Linked DNA regions of Mus musculus: regions 1, 2, 4, 5, 6 and 7 are each linked to region 3. A link is a contact called in public Micro-C, promoter capture Hi-C and targeted proximity ligation data. All regions are on one chromosome and are shown on one strand. The core of a region is the stretch at or near the end of the contact, and the rest is flanking DNA. Distances in the headings are between cores, read along the strand shown. Region 1 holds the start of Ccdc88b (coiled-coil domain containing 88B). Region 2 holds the start of Vps51 (VPS51 GARP complex subunit). Region 3 holds the start of Rasgrp2 (RAS, guanyl releasing protein 2). Region 4 holds the start of Cdc42ep2 (CDC42 effector protein (Rho GTPase binding) 2). Region 5 holds the start of Snx15 (sorting nexin 15). Region 6 has its middle 110 kb from the start of Gm32245. Region 7 holds the start of Rps6ka4 (ribosomal protein S6 kinase, polypeptide 4).

What was found. Promoter capture Hi-C pulls out the DNA fragments that hold promoters and counts their contacts. Hi-C and Micro-C count contacts between places; a contact is called where the count stands out from the background.
Region 1: a contact with region 3 is called in a targeted proximity ligation map of T-cell acute lymphoblastic leukemia, with 2.8 times the contacts expected there. A contact is called at or near these places in 16 of 39 promoter capture datasets (the C10 cell line, cranial neural crest, embryonic stem cells and 8 more), 7 of 484 Hi-C or Micro-C datasets (B cells, the N1E-115 cell line, bone marrow-derived macrophages and 3 more), 18 of 130 datasets of targeted methods (the 230-238 cell line, T-cell acute lymphoblastic leukemia, bone marrow-derived dendritic cells and 10 more) and 3 of 9 other capture datasets (embryonic stem cells, liver and pancreatic islet).
Region 2: a contact with region 3 is called in a targeted proximity ligation map of pancreatic cancer cells. A contact is called at or near these places in 2 of 39 promoter capture datasets (liver and pre-B cells), 1 of 484 Hi-C or Micro-C datasets (CD4 T cells), 6 of 130 datasets of targeted methods (bone marrow-derived macrophages, embryonic forebrain, embryonic stem cells and 2 more) and 2 of 9 other capture datasets (adipose tissue and embryonic stem cells).
Region 4: a contact with region 3 is called in a targeted proximity ligation map of pancreatic cancer cells. A contact is called at or near these places in 4 of 39 promoter capture datasets (embryonic stem cells, neural stem cells and pre-B cells), 1 of 484 Hi-C or Micro-C datasets (embryonic stem cells) and 1 of 130 datasets of targeted methods (pancreatic cancer cells).
Region 5: a Micro-C map of embryonic stem cells shows a contact between it and region 3, with 2.3 times the contacts expected there. A contact is called at or near these places in 1 of 484 Hi-C or Micro-C datasets (embryonic stem cells), 1 of 130 datasets of targeted methods (memory CD8 T cells) and 2 of 9 other capture datasets (adipose tissue and pancreatic islet).
Region 6: a targeted proximity ligation map of bone marrow-derived macrophages shows a contact between it and region 3, with 3 times the contacts expected there. A contact is called at or near these places in 3 of 39 promoter capture datasets (the 3T3-L1 cell line, the C10 cell line and liver), 1 of 484 Hi-C or Micro-C datasets (nephron progenitors) and 4 of 130 datasets of targeted methods (acute myeloid leukemia, bone marrow-derived macrophages, embryonic stem cells and 1 more).
Region 7: a promoter capture Hi-C map of liver shows a contact between it and region 3, with 3 times the contacts expected there. A contact is called at or near these places in 18 of 39 promoter capture datasets (the 3T3-L1 cell line, 3T3-L1-derived adipocytes, the C10 cell line and 11 more), 3 of 484 Hi-C or Micro-C datasets (Th1 cells, bone marrow-derived macrophages and nephron progenitors), 12 of 130 datasets of targeted methods (the 230-238 cell line, the NIH/3T3 cell line, T-cell acute lymphoblastic leukemia and 9 more) and 4 of 9 other capture datasets (adipose tissue, liver, macrophages and 1 more).

What each region holds. Positions count from the first base shown.
Region 1 is chr19:6,856,359-6,859,685 of GRCm38.p6, forward strand. It overlaps Ccdc88b (coiled-coil domain containing 88B), which reads right to left and starts at 1,853. Exons shown (of 27, transcript NM_001081291.1): 1 at 1,722-1,853; 2 at 1,276-1,433; 3 at 1,026-1,137; 4 at 879-948; 5 at 741-799; 6 at 569-652. The coding sequence starts at 1,781.
Region 2 is chr19:6,075,458-6,078,446 of GRCm38.p6, forward strand. It overlaps Vps51 (VPS51 GARP complex subunit), which reads right to left and starts at 1,730. Exons shown (of 10, transcript NM_001081041.1): 1 at 1,494-1,730; 2 at 906-1,035. The coding sequence starts at 1,721. It also overlaps a transcript of Tmem262 not described here.
Region 3 is chr19:6,398,582-6,401,915 of GRCm38.p6, forward strand. Rasgrp2 (RAS, guanyl releasing protein 2) reads left to right here and starts at 1,960. Exons shown (of 17, transcript NM_011242.3): 1 at 1,960-2,070; 2 at 3,140-3,282. The coding sequence starts at 3,210.
Region 4 is chr19:5,923,009-5,926,407 of GRCm38.p6, forward strand. It overlaps Cdc42ep2 (CDC42 effector protein (Rho GTPase binding) 2), which reads right to left and starts at 1,808. Exons shown (of 2, transcript NM_026772.2): 1 at 1,756-1,808.
Region 5 is chr19:6,126,799-6,130,165 of GRCm38.p6, forward strand. Snx15 (sorting nexin 15) reads right to left here and starts at 1,462. Exons shown (of 8, transcript NM_026912.2): 1 at 1,251-1,462. The coding sequence starts at 1,349.
Region 6 is chr19:6,678,587-6,682,079 of GRCm38.p6, forward strand. No RefSeq gene overlaps it. Among named protein-coding and RNA genes, the nearest start is that of Gm32245, 110 kb to the left of the region's middle.
Region 7 is chr19:6,839,288-6,842,368 of GRCm38.p6, forward strand. Rps6ka4 (ribosomal protein S6 kinase, polypeptide 4) reads right to left here and starts at 1,340. Exons shown (of 18, transcript NM_019924.2): 1 at 1,206-1,340; 2 at 1,047-1,118; 3 at 173-391; 4 at 1-80. The coding sequence starts at 1,260.

The DNA of each region.
Region 1 (3,327 bases), core at 603-3,102, 460 kb after region 3:
AATTCCTGGTAGACAGACAGACAGGAAGAGCAGCCATGACATGGAAGAGGTGGCAAAGCTCTTCCAAGATGGCCAGCTTCCTCCTCAACCTGCTTACTTAAGACAAAAGCCTGGCAGCTTTTGCCGCCCACTAGTGGACCCTTGCTGACATACTGGCTCAACAAGTTCAAGGCCTGATGAGGACATGTCACACAACAGTCTCTGACCAGAGAAAATAGGGTGAGGAAGACTTCTCAGAGTCTTTAAAACCGCAGGCCTCCAGAGGAGACCGGGTTTGTTTGTTTGTTTGTTGGGGGTGTTTTTGTTTTTGTTTGTTTGTTTGTTTGTTTGTTTTGGCTTCCTGAGCCCTGCTTCTGCAAAGCAGAGCCTTGTTCTCTGTGTGTCTGCAGCATGTGTGCTTGCTCGCCCTCCATAACCGCCTCTCCTAACTGCTGTTTCTGTCTGCTGTGCAAGAGCTCTCTCTGCTGCCACCTGCTGCGCTTCAGATTTTTCCCTGCCATTTAATTCTTCAGCTGGCAGAGAAAATGAACCCAATCAAGCCCCTGGACTGTATTGCTGCCGTCAGTACCTCCTGGATTGCACCAGCCAGCTCGCTCTGGACGTCAAGGCTGAGGCCCCGGATGTGACGGATGAAGAGCTCCCGGTGTTCACACTGTGGTGGACAGAGAAGGCCCAAAGCTGGCACACAGAGGCCCCTCCTCCTGTCAGAACTCCATTCTCTTCTCCCGTCCCCTCTTCACCTGCACTGAGGCCCCCAGCAACAGCCGAAGGATGCTTTCCAGCTCGTCCACTGCCTCTTCTGCTGGGCACAAGCCACAAAGGGTTAAATAGGGACATGGGGCAGGGACAGAGGACAGAGGGTGGGTAGGAAGCAGCACCTGAGAAGGGGTCACACCCCATTGTCTGGAGGTCTGGAGGTGGTGATAGGATCAGCAGCTGTAGCTCCTCCTAGAATAGGCCAACACTAAGAAAGACACCTTCACAGGGGCTGCTGGGCCTCCTGTCTGGCCTTCCCAATGTTTTACCTGGTAAAAATCCCTCAGTCGCCCCCATAGATGACAGAGGTTCCACATCCGACAGGCTGCAGGACCATCACGGCCCCTGACCATTCGAAGTCCTCCTCGGGAACTGGGAGCACTATGATCACCCAGGGAACATGGGTGAGAGGTTGGCTTGAGGACCTCCCCACAACCCAGACAGGCCTTGCCCTCCACCCTCAGACTCCTCCTACTATTCACAGCCCCCCCCCCAACTCAACTTCCCCATGTCACTTACATGATGCCCAGCACCCGAAGGAGTAAGGCTCCATCGATCAGCCGCAGGAATCTCTTCTCTGTACAAAGAGCCCCCTCTTCCTCCTCCTCCTCCTCCTCCTCCTCTGTTCCCCCCGCTGATTCTTCTGCCTCCCCCACCAGCCCAGCCAGTCCCAGTGCCTGTGGAAACAAATAGAAGTCAGCTAAACAGGTAGAAACTCCCCACCACCACCACCCCCAACTAGTAAACTCATCCTGAGTCCCTGATCTGTCCCAAAACACTCTATGATTCCCACTACCACCCCCCCACACACACACACACACTTCACCAGTGCCCCTGAATGCCTCCTGCCCCAGTTCCCAGACCAGCTTCCCCTCCCCCCCCCCTGCTGATGCTATACACCCAGCCCCTCCTCCCCCAGCCCTCAGTCTGCCCCACACTCTCTTCCTCTCCCACCTGACCCTCACCCAGGTGGCCAGACTCCCACTCAGAAAGCCTCTGAGCCTGGGCCCCTTGGCCCCCTCCATGTTGGGGGTCAGGGTGTAGTCCCTGTCACGCTGTGGCAGCTACACCTGCTCTGAGAGGAAGAGGAAGTCCCCGGCTGGGGGATCCCAGAGGCCCAGCCACAGACCCTGTACAGCTTCCTTCTTCCGGGGTTCTGCAGGGCTGCGAATCGTGTCTCAGCACATACACGCAAACACACACACACATCTTCCCTGGGTCTCAGATAAGGTAAGACTAGCTACAAAGCTGTAAGTTAGCTGAGGGGAGGCCTACAGGGTTCCTGACTCCATGGGAATAACGGGAAGACCTTTTCTCTCGTGGGCAAGAGAGAGTGACCTCAGCCTGGCACTCTGTCGTCACTAAAAGAGCTCTGGCCTTGCCTTGGAGTCAATAGGCTGGTCTAGCATTCACTATAGGTAGTCCAGGATGGCCTTGAATTTGTTCTTCATTTGTTGGTATCTCCTTCTTCAGTCTCATGCCAATCTGTCAGCTGTTGAAGCCTGCTACAGGTGCTGCATGTCCCAGCCAGCTCCTCTGAACCCCAGGAGAGAGTAGACGCTGACCCTCCTGGACTTTGTAAATACTACACTGAAAATGGAGGAAGGCCAGTAACCGCAGTTACCAGACTCAGTTTCCCATCTGTAAACTCCTTAAAAGGAAGCACACAATACCCGGGAATGTGACTCAGTCCATAGAGGGCCTGCTTAACATATACAAGGCCCTGGGTTCAATCTCTAGTACCTTATAACCGGGAGTAGAGATGCATGCCTGTGATTCCAGCCCCTTGAAGGGTAGAGACAGGAGAATCAGGAATTCAAGGCCATCCTGGATTACCTATAGTGAATGCTAGACCAGCTAAACCAATTTAGTGAGACTGTTTCCCAAAATAATGATGATGCTGGCCAGGCATGGTGGCACACATCTTTAATCCCAGCACTCAGGAGAAAGAGATAGGTGGATCTCTGAGTTCAAAGCCAGCCTGGAGTTCTAGGACATCTAGGCCTGTTTAGAGAGACCCTGTGTTAGAGAGAGAGAGAGGAAGAGAGGGAGAGAGAGAGAGAGAAAGAGAGAGAGAGAGAGAATAGTCACATGAAATAAGACACTGTAGTCCTACTAAGTGCTTTCACAGGGCAGTCAGGGAAGGCTTCCCAGAGGAGGCAGGAGGCAGCCTGCTGAGAGGGAAGGATAGCCAAGGAATCAGCAGCTAGAAGCATAGATCAGGAACTACTTGTGTTTGTCTTCTTGTCTGTCTCGGTCATCATTTCTAAAGTCAGGTGACAAGGTACTGTTGCCCTTCAGCTGGCTTCAGCCCTGATGCAGCTGTCATTGCAGGCACAAGAAAATTCCAAAGCCCCAGCAGCAACTCCCGAGAAAGGCTTGAGGAGCTTAGAGGAGGACTCTGAGGTCTTTCAGGGAGCACTCTGAACCCACAACCCAAATGGTGGGAGCACCAGAGGGAGGGACCTGACCCTGGTTTTCAGGTCCCCAAGCTGGTGGTGGAAACTGTTTGAAGGAGGGATGTCCCAGAGTGGGAGGTTGCCGGAAACAGACACAGGGACTCACAACAGA
Region 2 (2,989 bases), core at 480-2,979, 320 kb before region 3:
CCCAGCTGTGGCCTTCAGGCAAAGCCAAGGTAGATTCCCCAACCATGGCCTTTACTCAGAGCCAAGCTAGACAAGGGGTTAGTTTGACCAGAATGTCTAAACTACTAACACACTTGAAAAAAGGCTGCCCACCCTGCAGCCCACCCTGTATCTGCTTATGAGCTCATTATGGCTTTTTCCTTATAAAGTCTGACCCCGGACAGTGTACAGGTATGTGGCTGTCAGCTCCCGAATCTGTGAGCTGTTGCCCTAATCAATTAGTCTTGGGGTGTGCACTCAATAACCGTGCCTATGTGACTGAGATTGGTGTTCATGTGGTTTGTGGGGTGACTCCTGGACCCAAAAACTATTAGTAAATCTTAAGGAATGAGGATACAGACAGAGGGGGAGAGAGTGGCAAATCTGCTCTGAAGGCAGACTGACCAGAAACAAAAGTTACCACTAATAACATTTTTAACAAAAATTTTAATTGACTTTGAGATGGCTTAGTAGCAGGCAAATGTGTTTGTCACCAAGCCTGATAACCTGACTTCAATCCCTGGCACCCTCATGGTGGAAGGAGAATACAGACTCCTGAAAGTTGTCTTCTGACCCCCACACAAATGTTGTGTCCCACACATATGCATGTGCACAATATAAATAAACAAACAAAGCTAAAGCTTACTGAAACGCTGGTGCTTCCTAAGTGCTGCAGAGAAACTCACTGCATTTCATTCTTCCTTCCCAGCGCTGGTCCTTTGGACAAACCCCACCCCCACAGGAGTCATCACTTCAGCAGCAGTGGATTAAGGTTGGGACCCAATTGTAATCTGGGTCTCTTTCCTTTAATCCCTGTTTTTCTTAACACGGGGTGAGGACCTGGTGGGGGTGGTGTAAGACTGAGGAGTGTGTCCCAGTGGGGTCACCTGTAGCTGAGATGAACTTGTTGTAGTTCTCATAGACCAGGGTCTGCATGTCGCTGTCTAGAGCCCGGATCTGCCGTACCATGTCCGTCTCACTGTCCATCAGCTGGGCCAGAGGACATTCTCTACGCAGCTAGAGAAGCAGGTAGGAACAGTCAGCGTTAGTGCTCACTCACGTCCTGCTACCCTGCTTTACGTTAGTTGGATTTCAGTGCAAGACAACTCCAATCCCACCCTTATCAGGAATTCCATAAGTGGCACACTTTAAGTAGCACACTTCACAGGTTAGACCCAATTTGGGATTTGTCAGCGTTCATGGTCTTCTGGCTTAGTTTAAAGTCAACCTAGGCCCTGCCTAGCGCCTGTCAAGAGCATGGTCACACCCACTACCACGAGCCAGCACCGAGACCTCAGACCCAGTGTGACCTCAAGTCAGGCCCAGGCTCCCTTGGCCTCCAGATCTGCCTCTATTGCCTAGTAAGGGCTGTCCTCTTATAAACCCCGCTGCCGTCACCACAGCAACCAAATCGGGAGTAAGATCTAGGGTCCAAGATATTTGGGGTCTGGACCCGCCCCATTTCACACACACACCTTGTCAAGATAAACTTCCGGGTCGAAGTGCGCCCCATTGAGATCGGTTGGGTCCAGAGGGTCAGGCCCTGCGGGATGCCCCGCCACCTCCCCCTCCGAGAGGCCGTAGTAAAGCTTCAGCATCCCGTGAGCCTTCCGCCGACGCTCCGGAGCGTCCGCCTCGGGACCTTCTGGGGAGTCTCCAGGCCCGGACCCTAGGCCAGGCCCCACAGCTGCCGCAGCCGCCATAGCTCCAACCTCAACTCAAAGGGGTGAGGCAGGGGAGGGAACAGATGCACTTCCGGGGACCAGAAACTTGCTACAACCAGGCGGTCCTTCAGGTGAAACGTTCCTCTGCAGCTGTAGGATATGTGAGACTAAAGTTCCGTCTTGCGCTTGTCCTTCTGGAGCACAGAGGTTTCACTGAACTTCTGGATCGTTGAGTTTCTGTGATTTTGCTGTGCTACTTGGGTGAATCGTGGCGTCCCAATCCTGCATCCGCACAGGAAAGAGACTTGCAGAAGATCGAATATGCGTCACAGGGGGGGTCTGCAAGGTTCAAACGTCCATTTAGTAGCCTGCAATATGGCTTTAACGCAGTGTTTCCCAAGGTTCTGTCTCCAAGGAGTCATTCAATATGAGAAACTTTATTCTACTTAGAGAATTTAAGATGTTAATCTTAAGAAGTTAGTGAAATGTGATACGTGAGCAGTTGGGATTGAGGATAATTCGGAAGTTTTAAAGATGTAGGCATAAAACGAAGCTCTCAGCAGGGCGTAGTGGCGCACACCTTTAATCCCAGCACTTGGGAGGCAGAGGCAGGTGAATTTCTGAGTTCGAGGCCAGCCAGCCTGGTCTACAGAGTGAGTTCCATGAGTTCCAGGACAGCCAGGGCTACACAGAGAAACCCTGTCTCAAAAAAAAAAAAAAAAAAAAAAAAAAAAAAGACGAAGCTCTTAAGAGGGGATGAGGTCAGATTATATGTGGAGTTAAATAGAAGAAAATGAGACTTTACTAATGATGTACTGTAAACGTTACCGAGGATGGGCTGATAGGGTGCTGGGCTGCCAGGAGTTTCAGCAGACCAAACACTGTTTTTATCTGAAAATTAGGAGTTAAAAAAAAATCTAAATGGTATACTTTTTATTTTTATTTTTTTCAAGACGGTTTCTCTGCTTAGCCCTGACTGTCCTGGAACTGGTCCTAGTGTAGAACCTGTCTGCCTCCCAAGTGTTGAGACTAAAGGCATGTGATAACACTGTCACCAGCTCCACTGCCTAGCTAAAAACAGTTCTGAATGGTATTAAATCGCCATCTGTCCGGCCCCCAGTATTATATGTGTATTTATGTGTGCAGAGACCAGGGGATAACTCAGAGCTGTAGTTACAGCTCATGTGTGAGCTACCCGTCATGATGCTGGAAACCAAAGTGCAAGAGCAGTTCACCCTGTGCCAGCTCAAACCCTTCCTTTCTTTTCTCTCTCTTTCTTCCTCTTTGAGGCATCATCTCACTCTAAC
Region 3 (3,334 bases), core at 710-3,209:
AGAGGGGCGGCCCATAGGCGGTGTCTGGGACTCAGTCCCTTTTCCGGTGTCGCCCTCCACGCCTCTCTTCCCAGCGCTGTGTCCATACTAGGTCAGCGGCCAGCTTAGTTGGTCGGGGGCGGGGCGTCTGTCTGGGTGGGGCCCACCGGGTTAGGGAGTCGGTACTCGGGCCGAATCCTCCCGGACTACGGAGCTTTCCCCGCTGTCTGGGGGAGGGTCTAGAGGAGGCTTGGCGCCTTCTTGGCTCCGCCCCTAGCCCCGCCCCACTGCGGCGTTTTAGGGTCTCTTAGCAGGTGGCTAAAATAAATTCAAAACCAGGGGAGTGTTAGGGCTTAGGGCATTCGCAGATCGTTTAGGCGAGAACAGTGGTATATTCCCGGTTCTGGAGAAACTGAGGTATATAAGGGGCCTCTTCTGAGCCTCACATAAACCAAGATTGAAGTGCAGAGGACTGCTTCCCTCGCCCAAGGCAAGGAGGGGCAATCCTCGGAAGGGGTTTTGCGGCCCTGGGTTTCATAGTGAGTCTAAACGGCCGGAAACTGTTACCTATCCCTAGGCTAGGTGTGAGGGACATAACTGCTTGTGGCTGCCCCTCCCAAGTTCCTCGTCTCGGCCCATGCATCCAAGGCTTCCAGTTCCGAAACTGCAAAGCACCTACCCAATTTATAGACGCCTCTTTCTCTCTTGCCCAGTGGGGTGTCCCTCGCCCCATCTCTAGACAACGAACCTGGGTTCCCAGGGAGCCGCGTGTTCGTTCATTCATTCCTGGCTTTTTGAGGCTCCACTGGACCAAAACCAGCTCGCATTCTGTCCCAGCCCCTCCCCCAGGCCATCGCAAGGATCCGCAGCCCCACGCCCGCGACCTCCACCACGCCCGGGCCTCCGCCGCCCGCAGGAAGACGCCCGGGCCCGGGCAGGGTGAACCCCGTGGGAACGGTTTGTCTCGAAAACAGGAACCCGGACCGGGGGGCTGGGCGGGGCGCCCCTTCCCCACCGCAGTCCGCTTCCTGCCCCTCCCGGCTTCCTCCGTGCGACACCCAGGCGGGGCGCAGAGCCCGGGGGTGTCGCGGTGGGGGAGGGCTGCTGCACGCGGTCCCCACACCAACAGTGGCGCAGCCCCCCGCCCGCGGTTAAACTCTCTGGGGCGGCAGGGGAGGGGTTAATCTGCTTCAGGGCCCGGCGCGCGCGGGGCGAGAGGGGGAGTCCCCGGTGGAGGAGGCGCGGCGCGGGGTGCAGGGGCGGGGAGGGGGCGGGGCGGCAGGGCGCTGGGCCGCGGCGCGGAGACCGGGTGGGAGCCGCAGCCGCAGCGAGGCCGGCGGGCGGGAGCGCACGGAGGTGGCGCTGGCCGGGCAGGGTTCGGGGTCCGCGCTGCGGGTCCCAAGAGTGAGTGAGCGAGCACGCGCGCGGGTGGGGCGTGGGACACAGAGGGTGCGGCCCCTAGGGATCTCCTAGGGGCAGGCTGGCGGGGACTGCGGGTGGGTGGGGAATCTGCGGTCCTGGGTGGGACAGAGCTTGCGGAGGGGATGAGGCACTTAGAGCCACCCGCAGGAGGGGGGCGTTCGAGGCATTCCGGTGCTCGCCTGAAACGTATCTACCAGGCTCTTCCCTGCAAGTCCCCATTTGACAGATGGGAAAATTGAGGTTCAGAGAGACTAAATGATTCTCAAGGTCACCCAGCAAGGAAGTAACAGTCAGGAGGGAACGACTCTGAGAAGTCCTCGGGAGGATTCCCTAATGTAGGGGAGTCTGTGTAAGGGCGAGGTCCCTTTCCTTGGGACAAGGTTTTGGCGAGATCCAGGAATGTAAAGAACCCCAGGCTTTGGGGCTGCGAGCCCTGGAGCCTGGTTGAGGGGGGAGGGGCGGCAGAATGGGTGTGTGCGCAACCAGGGGGTATGTGGATGCGTGTGGGAGTGTACATGCGTGGAGATGCACTGTCTTTGCGTGTGTGCACACGTGTTCAGATGTCAGAGCTACTGTGATCGAGAGATCAGAGGCTGAGCTGGTTCAAGTGAACAGAAGGTCTGGGAGGTGAACTGCATTCAGGTTTGCATTCTGAAGTAAAGGACTTGGGTATGTGTGGCTGAGGATTTTCATTGCAGGTGTGCATGGGATGTGGGTGCCATTGTGTGTGATTAGGACGGGAGGTGTCTATGACCCTGGTGTGTGTGAAAAGGGTCTTCTTGCACTTAATGTAGGTCATTGGCCTTCGGCAAATACCTAGTCTAGAGAATAGGTGTTTGTTCCTGCATGGGTGCTTTTATAGTCCCCACTGATGACCAGGATTATTAATGGTGTCATGCAGGCCATGGCGCTAGCGGCCCCTTCTGGGCTCCCTACTCGGTGCTCTCACGCACAATTTAACTATGCAGCAGGGTGGGTGGGAAGGCGGGAGCCCAGGTTGGGAAGATATATGGCAATTCTGGAAGGGCTAGGACCGGACTCCTGGGACCTTAGTACTTGTGGGTTGGGAGTCCGCGGTTCCCAGGCTTTGGCTTCCCACTGACATCTCCCAACCGCAGTGGGCTACCCCTCCCACCCCCCGCCCCAGGAATGTTCTTCTCTCTAGCCCTCCTCCCCAAGGGCAGGCCCCTGGGGGATGCTACGGCCCCGCCTCCCACTCGGGGAGCCCAGGAGGGGGAGATGTAGGCAGGACTCCTGGGTTCCCTCCTCCCTCCTTCCATCCCAGGGAGAAATTCCTCCGAGGTCCCCTCAGGCACTGGGTTCCCAAAATAACCCTGCGGGGGAAGGGAGGCTGTGAAGGGAGGGGAAGCGGGAGGAGTGCAGAGTCAAGCTGTGGGGTGTTGCAGGTGCCTGTGGGGAGCAAATGCAAGGAGAGGAGGGCCCGCCAGGAGGCTTGGGGCACTAACTAACCCCTGGGGTCCTGGCTCGTCCCTTATTCTCGTAGAACCCTTCTAACCTCCCGCGACTCCGCGGGTGGGCCGGAAGCCTCTCAGCTAGTCCATTTCCCAACTAGCGAGTTGCACCATCCCGGGGCAGGACCGTTTAACCCTAGAGGGGCAACGGCAGGCAACTCCGCCCATGCCCAGCAGGGGGCGTGCCCACTCCGCCCCGTTCCTACGCGCCGAGCCGCTCCCCCCACCTCCCGCGCCTCTGCTGACTCCCACTTCTCCCAGGACAGGGGTCCGAATTGAGCACCGTGGGAGGCTCTGAGAGTGTAGCTTGGGTCTAGCCTACTGGCACCGGCAGCCATGACGAGCACTCTGGACCTGGACAAGGGCTGCACCGTGGAGGAGCTGCTCCGTGGTTGCATCGAAGCGTTTGGTGAGTTGCATGCAGCACGAGGGGTCACACCCAGCTGGACCCTGAACCAGAC
Region 4 (3,399 bases), core at 558-3,057, 480 kb before region 3:
ATTCCCCTCCCTACACAGACACTTCAAAATTAATGGACTCCCCGCTGCACACCACTTTTTTTTTAAATACAGGGTCTCACTGTGTAGACCAGGCTGGCCTCAAATTCACAGAGATCTGCCTTCTTCCCCTTCCCAAGTGCTGGGATTAAAAGCGTACGGGCTGGCCAGGCAGGTGATAAGTGCTTTTGGGAGGCAGAGGCAGGCAGATCTCTGGGAGATTGAGTCCATCTTGGTTTGCATAGTGAGTTCAGGACAGTGAGACCCTGTCAAACATTCAAATCTCAACCCCTCCCTCCCCCCCCCCAAAAAAAACAAGAAAGTGTGCCACCAGGCCCAGCTCTAGGTCTGCCCCTTTTCTAAAGGCTCACTGAGAAGGTTTATGGTGGTCCTGGAACTCACTCCGTAGACCAGGCCAACTGAACTTAGAGATCTGTTTACTTCTAAAAACTAAAAAAACAAAAAACAAAAAAACTGCCTCTAAAAATAAAAAAAGAAAAAACTAGAAAGTTTTATTTATTGTTACTGTTGAGTGTATTTTAATGTGAGTGTGTGTGTGTGTGAGTGCGTTCGCGAGTGTGTACGTAGTGTGCGGAATGTGTGTGGAAGTCAGAATACTTTGTGGAGTCCATCTCTGAGTGTTTCGGGAAAGGAGCTCACCTCCAAGCTTGCTCAGCAAAAGACTTCCGCTGAGCCGTCTTGCCAGCAGCCCAAGGGGAAGGGTTTGAAATCTAGTTCCACCTGGGCCTCTGTGACCTTGAGCAATGAACCTTTTCTCTCTGGGACTGAACTCACCTTCCCTGTCTTTAAAATAAGCTGACCCACTGCTATACTTGAAACAAGAGGCCTCTGCACAATAGACGGATCCACAGTAACCGTCAAAGGACATTCAGCACATATCTTCAGGGCTTTTCTCAAGCACTTCGGCTCTTCCAGGTAGAGGTTGCATCAAGAACAAAAACCAAACCCTTCTAGGTCCCCTCCTGCCAGCCCTGGCAGGGCTGGCTCAGAATCTGGTGCTTCTGCAGCGATCTCTCTGTAGTACAATGTCGCTAGGTGGCGCGCGCGTCCCTGCTATAACCCGGGGTTCTAGGGTCCCACCGAGCATACCCGCTCCAGGGAGACGCCCACCGAGGAACTGCGTGCTCCAGTGCCCGAGGTGGATCGCCCATAGGCCCTTTTTCTCTGGGTTGCACAATCGGACCACCGTGAGGGTAGAATTGCAATTATCGGGGACCTTGTCTGGGACTCCGATATCTGGGAGGGGCCTTGCCTTGCCTGAGCTTCTTGGCCTGGGCGAAGTCTCAATGTCTGCTTGGCTCACAGCCAGACTTCGGACGTGCAGGCCCCCGCCCTCCCCGGAGTCCGGCTGCTCAGCCCTGGCTTGTGTTCCTGTGCCGACCCCTCCAGATCCCCAGTCAAGCGCTACCCAGCGCGGCCCAGATCCATTTCAGTAACACTAAAGCTAAAGATAGGAGGACACCTCACCATCCGCTAAAAATACGGCCTCCAGCCCAGGCAGGGACACGGGCCGAAGAGAGGATGTTCCCTAGTCCCAGGTCTCTGGCCAGCATAGAAGTACAACCCGGAGCTGCAAGACTGACAGCACAGCGCCTTGAGCGCTGCGGGAGGTCATGGGTAGGGGGCGGGGATCCAGACCCCAGATAATGGACCTGATCTGAGCCAAAACAGAACACCGCCTGGCTAGCACTCTCCAGGGAGCTGCGGGAGGCCTGTAAAACCCCAGTCCCAACTCACCTTGAGGAGCGCGGGCAAAGCTGCAGAGCTGTGCGGCTAGGATAGAGGACCAGGGAGGGCCTGGGAACTTACAGTGCAGACCTTGGGCCTAAGCCACGCCCCCAGAGCCAGAAGCCAATCCCGGACCGCTCCTCTCGAACCCCCACCCACACATCCCCGCCCACCGCGGCACCGCCCAGGTTCTTCTTTCTGTAAAGGCTAAGAGCTGGATTCCAAGATTCTAGAGGCTTAGCCTCCGGGCGGCTGAGGGCTATCACCGAAGGGTAACAAGGGTGGATACACACGAGGACGCCAGCTGTTCGTGTTGGAATAAAAACTTTAGGCTAGAAGCACTGGGCCAACAAAGGCCGGAAGAAAGAATTCTTGAGAAATCTCTGACCATCCTTGGATGGGTTTCCTTGACGGAAGGACGAGGACCCGGGAGGCGCCCGCACTGACTCTTCAAGAATGAATTGGGCTTTGCAGGCGTTTTACAAACCTAGGGGAGTTTTGAAGAGTTTACCCTAGGCTAGGAGAGTGATGAAGGATGCGAGAAAGATTCAGGGTCGGAAAGCACAGAGAAAAACAGAGACAGACACAGCCTGAACTTGCACGAGTTTGCTGACCTGCTAAGTGGTTTCTGAGGTGGATGGTTTAGAACAGGATCAGAAACAGTTATTGAAGGACAGGTCCTAAAGCTGATGAGACAAACCGAGGGAAACTTCTCATTGCGCCGTTTTGTGAGTAAATTCTCTGAGTGTCTGTTCGTGGTTAGGGAAGCTGAGGAGTCAGGATTCAAGAAATTCGAGGTTCCAGGCACAGGCTGATCCCCTTCCGGGTGGATGAGTGCTAAGAGGAGTGAGGCAAAGAAGAGGACAGTGATAGGAGGAGGAAATCGGGATGCTTGCCTTCCAGATAGCAGATGTGGAAAGCGGTGTGTGGATAGGAGGGAGGGATGCTGGGGCTGGGGAGTATGTCAGGCAAGCCAAAAGGGAGGGGAGAATGGGAAGGACTGGGTCATGCTTCCCTAAAGATGACCATATTCTGGGCCAGGAGGACAGCTCGGAGGAGCTCGGTGAGATTCCCTGTATGTCAGTCCTTCTGTTTAATCCCAAGTCACACACATACACACACTCACACACACATACATACACACACACACACACACACACACACACACATTCACATAATCTTACACTCACACGCATGCACCACTAGATCAAGAGCTCCACGTTTTAACGTCTGGGACCATTTTGTTATGTGGGAAAAGGGAATTACCAGAAATTATAATTGATTGAACTCCTGGGTTCAAGCAGCTCGCCTTCCTTGCCCTCCCAAAGAGCTGGGTCTGTAGATGTGAGCCGCATGCCTGCTCAGCCGACTTTAACAGAGAGATTATCCCAGGTTAGGCATGTACTCTAGTTCGTGGAGCGCTTACAGAGCCCCGAGAAGCCCTGGGCACTGGATTGAACAGCATGTGATGGGGCATCAGCACTCAGAAGGTGGAGGCAGGGGGATCAGGAGCTCAAAATGTTTCTCCTCAGCTGTGTAGCAAATTCAAGCCCTAAAATAAAAGAAGACCGTTATGAGCGAAGACTCTGTGTAAGGGTGCTCGTGACCAAGCCTCAAAACCTCAGTTTGATTTCTAGGGCCTACATGGTGGAA
Region 5 (3,367 bases), core at 212-2,711, 270 kb before region 3:
GAGACATGGAGAGAGAGAGAGAGAGAATGAGAGAGAGAGAGAATGAGAATGAGAGAGAGAGAGAGAGTTCTCTAAAATGTGGGAGGCCATGAGTTCAACCCTAGCACTGGAAAAAAAAAACAACTCTATGCATGTGTAAGGCATGTGACTAGATCTAAAAGGCTAACAGGAAGACATAAGGGTTCTGAATGCCTTGTCATCCTTTCTACCCTCCGGCATCTTCCTAGAGACAATTATTATATTTGTATTTTTTGGCATGAAAAAGTAAACCCCCGGAACACTCTTGACGTATCTAAGACTCTGACTTAGATTGCTTTGGGAGCGACTTGTATGTGTTTGCTTCCTTTTAACAGTCGACAAGCCACTAATCAAACAGTTGCCAAGTTGAAAAAAATTTAAGTACAAGAAAATATATAGTCAGTCTTTCCGCAGCAACCCGGTTTCTCCCATTGGAGACCTCCATAGTTACCTTGGGTAAAATTCTAAAAGCATTCTTTCATGCTGATGTTTCTACGAGCTCATTCTAAGTTTTATTGTTACAAACACCAATTTCAGCTTATTGACTTCCTTATCTGTTAAGACCAGTCTTTTTTTTTTTTTGCGTGAGTTTTTAAAACCACACAAATTATATATATATAATATATAAATAGTATAATAAAATTATATGTGTATATGTGTATATACACACACACATACATTTAAACTTTTAAAGAGCTTTTTTTATAGTTGGTCCTGGTGGTGCACGCCTTTAATCATAGCACTTGGGAGGCAGATGCAGGAGGGTCTCGGTGACTTCCGGGCCAGTCTAGTTTACATCGTGAGTTCGCAAAAGCCAGGGCTGTCTCAAAAAAAGAAAAGATAGATAAATAAAAAGGTGGTGGTGGGGCTTTTACGGATCAAGCAGGGAAAATTACCAAAAGTTACTCTAAGCGATTAGAGAAGGAATATTTAGGTTAATCCGGAGTTTTCTTGCTTTGAGAAATTCGTAGACCGCATCTAGACATCACCAACAACAGAGAGGGGGTACCGGGCCAAGCGCAGAGCCAAGCTCCACAGACTTTAAAAAATGACCCTTAGCCCCGCCCCAGGAGGTGAGGCGCCTTAAATCTTCTGTCTCAGGCGCCTCTTAAAGGGGAAATCTATTTGTGTAGGCCAAACCGCGACCTCCTTGAAGCTCTTTGCCTTTAAGGTACAGCACGGATCCGGAGCTGCTTAAAAGGGTAATGCTCCCCCGCTGGGTCCCACCTCACCTGAGCGGTTACTTTGTACTCTGTGTAACCCTTGGGGTGGGTCCTAGGGTCCGAGACTGTGTAGTGTCGCAGGAAGTCATCCTTCGCTTGGCGCGACATGACAGCGGAGCCGGTCGCCGGCTCCTCCTCCTGCACGTCGCCCCCGCTCCCCGCGTGTTGAGCCTACTGCCACTGCCAGGATCCGGCCTGCGCCCTTCTTCAGGCCCAGGGACCTAGTCGCAAGTGACACAACCGTTCTTGGCTTGGGGGCGTGGCTAAGGGAGTGTCTGACAAGTTCTAGGTCATTGGTAAAGCGGAGTTCTAGGTAGAGACTAAGGATTGGTTGTTTGGGAGAGGATTTACCAGCTGGCATCCTGGCATGTGATTGAACCCACTTCCCCCTAACGTAAACCCTCCTTACAGACCTCCGAAACGTTTCTTTATTTATCTTCTTTACACTCATCCAGCCTCTTATTTATGAATTATTTTAAGCTAAGATCTCTGCTGTGTTGACCAACTTCTGGGCTTAAAATATTCTCCTACCTAAGCCTCCTGAGTATCTGGAACTTCAGGTGCTTGGCATAGGGTCTAACCCATGCAACTTTTATTGTGTTCAAAATGTGCCTAGCAGAGCCAAGTTCCCTGCCTCCCTGTGCGGATTGGGGGGTGGGGGGAACGACACACACTGACATTTTCTGATGCTGAAAAAACTGGATAGTGACAGAGGCTCTGAAATCACAACACTTACACGTATTTGAATTCCCCTTAACTGCTTCAAATTTGGGGAGGTTGGACGTTGAGATGATCTCATGTAGCCCAGTTTGGCCTCAGACTCTCTATGTAGTTGAGGCTGGCCTTGGATTTCTGACCCTCCAATTTCCATCTCCCAAATGCTGAAATCCTTGGTAAGCATTACATTTCCCTCTTGTAACTGCATGCATCTAGTTTTTCATCTATGGAAAGTGGTACCTGACACAGTATCTTCTGTAACAGATCAGATCAAGAGGCATGCTGGCACAACACAGGGATAGCGAAAACCCAACACCAATTGATCAAGGCCAAATTGGTGTGGAAGATTATCACTAAACATAGATTGCAGCACATCCCACCACTACCAGAAATCCCATCTTCAAATAGGAAAGAGTGGATAAAAGAACCATTAAGGGTTGGAGAGATGGCTCAGCGGTTGTGAGCACTGACTGCTCTTCCAAAGGTTCTGAGTTCAAGTCCCAGCAACCACATGGTGGCTCACAGCCATTCATAATGAGGTATGACGCCCTCTTCTGGGGTGTCTGAAGACAGCTACAGTGTGCTGTAAATATAATACATGTAAATATGTAAATATAATAAATAAATAAATCATTAAAAAAAAGAACCATTAAAAAATCTGAGGTGAGATGGCTCAGCAGTTAAGAGCACTGACTGCTCTTCCAAAGGTCCTGAGTTCAAATCCCAGCACCCACATGGTGGCTCACAACCATCTGTAATGAGATCTGACTCCCTTTTCTGGGGTGTCTGAAGACAGCAACAGTGTACTTACATATAATAAATAAATAGATCTTTTTTTTTTTTTAATCTGAGATGTTGGCTGCGGTGGTACATCACACTTTTAGTCCCAGCACTAAGGAGGCAGAGGCAGGTGAATCTCTGTTTTGAGGGCGAAAACAAACAAACAAACAAACAAGAAAATAAACCATTTGTTATAGTTTGTATATGCTCAGCCCAGGGAGTGGTACTATTGGAAGGTTTGGCCCTGTTGGAGTAGGTGTGTGGGTGTGGGCTTTGAGACTCTCCTCATTCTAGCTGCCTTAGAAGTCAGTCTTCCACCAGCTGCCTTCAGATGAAGATGTAGATCTCTCAGCTTCTCCTGTACCATGTCTGCCTGGATACTGCCATGCTACTTCCTTGATAATACTGGGCTGAACCTCTGAACCTGTAAGCCTGATCAAATTAAATGATGTCCTTTATAAGGGTTGCCTTGGTCATGGTGTCTTCTAGGAAGTGTTTTCTGAGAGCATAAAGAAGCTGGGTTCCAGAGATAGCCAAGGCACTTGGTAATGTATAAGAGTCACCCAGGTGGTACTGATTTTGAAGACATGAAGAGGTCAATGAAGAGCAGCTGAGGCTTGGCACTGTGA
Region 6 (3,493 bases), core at 320-2,819, 280 kb after region 3:
ACAGACAGATACACTCACACTTGAAATTTTTTAAACAGATGAATATTTAAGGGGGAGGAGGAAGTGTGAGACATTGAGTTGCCTAGGAGATAGGTTAATCCTTGGGACAGGAATGACTGAATTTCAAGAAAGTCAGTGGTGTGACACGTTTTTAAAAAGAAGGCAGTGGAGACAAAGGCAGGAGGATCTTTCTGAGTTCAAGTCCTGCCTGGCCTAGAGAACAAGTTCCAAGACAGCCAAAGCTAGACAGAGAGACTTTGTTTTAAAACAAAACAAAACAAAACAAAACAAAACAAAACAAAACAGCAGAAAACAAGCAAAAAACAAAAACAAAAACAAAAACAAACAAACAAAAATGGCTGGAAGGACAGCTCTGCTGTTGAGAACATCAGCTGTTCTAGAAGACCTGGGCTTGATCCACTGCGCCCAAATGACTGCTCACAACCATTTGTAACTCCAGTTCCAGGGGATCCAACACCCACTTCTGACCTCCATGGGCACCAGGCATGCAAGTGATACACAGATATGTAGGCAAAACATCTATATACATAAAAGAAAATAGTTAAATAATAAAAACAAAGGAAAAGAGGAAAGGTATGCAGGACATGGTGGCACATACCGTTAATCCCTGCACTTGGAAAGCAGATGAAAACAGATCTCCGTGAGTTCCAGGCCAGCTTGGTCTACATTAGACTTCCAGTCCAGTCCAGACTGCACAGTGGGACCCTGCCTCAAAAAGATACTGGTAATTAAATTAAATTTAAATTCTTAAAAGAAGAGAGGTAGCTGAGAACTAGAAAGGCTTTCCAGAACTAGCAACCAAATGCCACCCCGGCCTTTTTAGATCCCTAAAACAACCACAGAGACAAGGGACACTTAAGACAAAGGAAGCCGTCTGATCACAGCATGTCTGAGTGCTGATCCTGGCTAAGTGGCTCAGTTTTTTTTTTTTTTCTTTTATCTTTTTTCTGAGTGTGATAAAGGAGGCTTCATGGTTCCCTGAGAAAACAGCATCCTTTTGAAAGAGGGAATTACACACATGAAGTTACTTTATGATTGAGATTTAGTTTAAGCATTCCAGTGGTGAGGAGGAGAGACAGAGACAGAGGGACAAAATCCCTGCTGTGGTCCCTGCGGGCTGCAGGGTGGTGGGACCACCCAGCTTCATCTACCGCCCCCTCCACTGTGTGTGTATCTGACATGTTGGTCGTGAAAAGGGAAGTTTTTTTTTTTTTTTTTTTTTTTTTTTTTTTTTTTTTTAAAGATTTATTTATTTATTATATGTAAGTACACTGTAGCTGTCTTCAGACACTCCAGAAGAGGGCGTCAGATCTTGTTACGGATGGTTGTGAGCCACCATGTGGTTGCTGGGATTTGAACTTCAGACCTTCGGAAGAGCAGTCGGGTGCTCTTACCCACTGAGCCATCTCACCAGCCCGAAAAGGGAAGTTTTAAAGAGAGCCTTTTATCTCTCCTGCTGTTCCTGACAGCAAGGCCTCGTGCAGAGTCCTTTGTCACAGTAACTTTGAGTTGCCCAGGCTGCTTCAGGAACAAATGCAGCCATTCAAAGTCACCTTTCATACAGCCAGAGGCCCGGCTTGGAAACGGCCATCCCCAGCTGCTACTGTGCGCTGGGCTTCTGTCCAACTGACAGGTCTCAGCACCTGAAGAAGATTAAACCCCTTTCCCCATAGACACAGGATGTCCCATCACCAGGGTCCTCTCCCATTTGTAGGGTGACATCAGTGTCAAATGTGCCCTGTGGACCACAAGCTGCACCAGGGAATTCTTGAAGCAGACAAAAGGCAGGCTGGATGCATGACATGTCACAGCCGCACAAGCAAGACAACCCTTTCCAAATGGGGGAGGGGGAGACACACAATGGCCGTGGCCAGCCCTCCTTCAGGCTGGATGGATCCTGCCTCTCTCTGTGAAGACAGAGCTAAGTCAGTGCTTCCCATCCCTCACCTGGAGTGATGTCTCTGTTGGAGTTTGGAACCTGCCTGCTTGAAGTTGATGCACCAAGGTCACCATCTCATAACAGCACTTGGGAGTCTGCAGTATTCAGGGATCTCACATGGGCTGAGTCAGGATTGTTGAAAGGAATGGGTGACAAGGGTAGGTAATATTGATACCCCACACCCCAGCACTAAAAGACTCGCCTTGTCTTTTGGACCCATTTATGAACCAGATATTTTGTGTGTGTATATGTGAGTGTGTGTATGTTTGCACATTCACACATAACACATGGGTAAGTATTTTACACACACACACACACACACACACACACACACACACACACACACACACACACACACGTGAGGACAGAGATCAATGTCCAGTAAACTCTTCACCTGATTTTTTGAGGCAGGGTTGGTCAAAGAACCTAGAAGTCACATTTGGTCTAGACTACTGGCCAGCATGCCACGCCCAGGGCTCCTAGTCTCTACTTTTCTAACATTGGGCTTATAGACATGCACCATATGCCTGGGTTTTATGAAGGTACTGGGGAATTGAACTCAGGTCCTCCTGTTTGGCAGTAAGTACTTTACCAACTGGATGCTGTCCCTGAGACCCAGATGTATGTATGTGTGTATGTATGTATGTATGTATGCATGCATGTGTTTATTATTTATTTTGGAGTTAGGGACTTATGTAGCCTAGGCTAGCCTTAAACTCACTAAATTACAGAGTGATCTTGAATGGCAGAGCCAGCCGTATGCGACCACACCCGGTTAGGGACCAGATCAGTAGGTTAGGCCCCTGCTTCTGGGATTCTGCTCACTGTAAAGGGGTGGAAGGAAATCCCGAGTGTGTGTTAATCCTCGCAGCTTGTGGACCGCAGGCTGATCTATTTAACGTGAAGCAGTGCTCCCCAGCTGCAGATAAGTCTGATTTGTCCTGAGCAGGCTGAAATTTACAAATGGTGCCCTTCCAAGGAGAATGCAGACCAGGCTGGCATCTCCCGAGGGAGACATCGTCGGAGCTCTGTCTTGTCTAAGCGCTCGAGAAGGAGCTTTACAAAGGCACATGGGTTCAAAAATGGAACAAGCACTTGACCATGTTCTTCTGGGATGAAGCCATGTGCCCTTTCTGGGATGTCCTCGGAGCCATGATGCTCTTTGGAACCTCCACATAGTCAAAGCCTGCATTCCCCAGGGAGTTCACCAAAATTCACCTTTCTCTGGGCTGTGGAGATGACTCGGTGTGTAAAGTGTGTGTGTGTGTGTGTGTACTGAGTTCAGCTCCTCATTGCCCATGTAAAGCCCAGGCACAAAGTGATACTGCTGGTACCCCCAGCACTGCTGTGATAGAAACCGGAGACTCCCTGAGGCTTGCAGGCAGCTAATCAGCAAGATCCAGGCTCATGGAGAGACACTGTCTCAGGGAATAAAGTGGAAGGCCATAAGACACTGTGCAGGCCGGGAGACCTGAGACCTCCCCAGGGAGGTAGGGACACTGAGTGACCACCACCCTTTATTGCCAGCCTTCT
Region 7 (3,081 bases), core at 90-2,589, 440 kb after region 3:
CCCATACACTCGAACCTCAGCCTCCTTGAAGTACTGGCGCTGGTAGAGGTGAGTGAACATCTCACCACCGCTCACGTAGTCTGGGAGTGAGGAGACGTTGAAATGTTTCCCTACAAGGTAGCCTAATCTAACTCCCGTCCCTCTCCAAAGCTGAGATGTGACAGGCCCTCACCCAGGATGAGGTGCAGCTTGGCATCCGTCTGGAAGGCGTAGTGCAGTGTGACCAGGAAGGGTGCTTGGCGAACCAGCTCCAGCACCGAGCGTTCGGTGCGGGTATGCTCCTGTGTCTTCGCGCGCTGCACCAACGCCGCCTTGCGTAGCACCTTCATGGCATAGAGCTTGCCCGCGTCGTGCCCACCCGTCTTCCGCACCAGGAACACCTTCCCATAGGCTGTGGGAGCAGCAAGCAAGCGGTTGGAAGGTGGGCTGTAAGTGCGAGGGCGGTGCAGACTGGTGGGAAGGGGGGTGCAAAAGGCTGACAGAGCCTTCTAAGGAGAAGGTGAGCCCTCCCTGGAGGGTGCTCGGTTAAGCCTGAAAAGCAATTTGCAGTGCAAACTAGCCTGGGGAGCTTGCAACTCCAGAAGGCCTGCGGGGCGGGGAAGGGGCGGGGCACGTGCAAACCTGGGATGATCAAGAGAGCTGAGAAAAGATGAAAACGCTGGCACCGGAGGCAGAGGCGCGCTCCCAGTCAGCGGAGGGATGTGCAAACCCGGACTGGGGAATTTGCAAAATACAAGAGTGGGGCTCGCAAGGGAAGATGGGGAGAGAAGCTGTGCAAAGCTCTTGGGAGGGAGTCAAAACCCCAAAGAGGCTAGGAAATCGCGGCAGGGGGCACGCACGCATAGGACTTTGCAGAGAAGAGTCCTGTCAACGTGGACGCCCGGCAAGTAGGCTCGGAACCCTGGTACGGTAGGGCGGGGCGGGCAAGGGGAGCTATGCCGGGAAAGGGTGGGGGGACCTCCCCAGCAACCAGGCCCAGGCCCAGGTCCAGGCGAGTGGGCGGGCAGAAGGCCCAAAGCACCATGCCAGTGAAAGCGGTTTCTCACCTCCCGTGCCCAGCACCTTGAGCAGCGCGAAGTTCTCCACGCTCACCTTCTCCTCATGCCCGGTGAGGTTGGCTGCGGACACAGGGGGGCGAGTGAGCCCAGAGGGTCGCTGACTCTTGCCACCCGTCCGGGAGAGCCGCCTCGGGATCCGGCACCCACCTTCGGTGATCTGCAGCTCCACGGCGCAGCCCTCGTCCTCATCCTCGTCTCCCATGGCGGGCGGGTCGCTGGGGCCCGCGCGGCTGGGGCTACGGGCGGCGCCGGTTACATGGCGGCTCCGGCCGGGGCGGGTGCTTCCTGGTGCCGCCTCTGGGGCCGAGCGGGCGCCGGCACCGCCTCCCGGCTCCCAGCCCGCCCCGTGCGGCCTGAGTCAGGCGGCTGGAACGTGACGGAGCGGGGCTGCGGGTGGGAAGCATCAGACGGTGGCAGGGTCTCCTGGCCCCGGGACCAGTGAGAGCCGTGCAGGGCCTTTGGGTGACATGTGGCTGCAGCTGGAGTAAGCCTCCTAGCCAGGTGTCTGTCCAGCAGGATATGGAGGACACTAGAGGTCTGTGTCCCAGGATTTGAGGAGGGCTGCCCACCCAGGCTGATGGAGCCCTCCCTCCCACGTGGCAGCCTTGCCTCTTCTGCTCCTCTTAGCCAACAGACACAAATCACAGCCCACTTCCTTCTTTAGGACCACTCGTTACACTCGTTAAGCTCAGCAAATACACTGGAGATCTTTATATTCCCTGGACACAGGAGCCCTAGGCTCTTGATGCTGGGCCGGCAATGGGCATCCTGAGAGTACACTTCAGAAACAGGAAGCCACTTTACATGGGTAAAGTTGCTTTTGCCCCAAAGGAGACCAACTGAGTTGGATGCCTAGTTCCCTCCCACATGGTAAAAAGAAAGAACCGACTTCCACAAGCTGCCCTTAGATCTAAGTGCCTGCACCTACATACAATGCAAACATATGGCATAATATAAAATAAATGTAATTTCAAAAAGAATTAAAGAGGGAGCCTGCAGGGCTGATTGCACAAGGACCCCACTCCACCTTTCCCAGGGAGCCCCACCCTCCCTGGGGCAGCCTCGGGTGCCCTGACTCACATCCTGCCACCCAGCCTAATTGTCCCTGTATTCGTTTGCTTCTTTGTTGCTGTGATAAAACGTTCTGACTTAAAGCAGCTTGGGGAAGGGGCAGTTATTTGGTTTGCAGGCTACAGTCCATAACTGAGGGAAGTCAAGGCAGAAACTCAAGGCTGGAACCTGGAGATCAGAACTGAAGCAGAGACCATGGAGGAGCACTGCTTATGATGAGGAGCACTGCTTATGAGGAGCACTGCTTACTGACTTTCATCCCTTGACTTTTTCAGCTAGCTTTATTACATAACCCAAGCCCATCTAGCTAGGGATGTATCACCCACAGTGACTTAGGCCTTCCTATAATCAATTTGCAATCAAGAAAATGCCTCCACAAATATGCCCATGGGCTAATCTGCTGGAAGCAGTCTCTCAGCTGTGAGGTTCCCTCTACCTAGGTGTCTAGTTTGACAAAAGAACTATGACATTTCACCCCGTCAGCTCGTCTGTGTTAAAGCATAGCCTTTCCTTTCTTATTTGTCCTTAAGGTCTCATGCTAGCATCCCAATATTTTAAGAAGGTAGCATACACCTTTAATCCCAGCACTCAGAAGGCAGAGGTAAGTGGACCTCTGAGTTCGAGGCCAGCCTGGTCTACAGAGTGAGTTCCAGGAGAACCAGGGCTACACAGAGAAACCCTGTCTCAAAAAAAAAACAAAACAAAACAAAAACAAAAAGCAAACAAACAAAAAAACCAATAACTGGATAGTCTTTATTATCTTTTTAAATAAAATCTAGTCTCTTAAATGTGGGCTACTGTAAAGTCTAAAATACTGACATACTTTAAGATTTCTTTATTTTATTTATTTATCTTCTGGCCTCAAATCATTGAAGCTGCTCTGCTCTGCTAGCCTGCCATCCACAGAACACATGGCTTGTCTTGAAGGCTTGAGTCAGTTCCTTTCCACAAC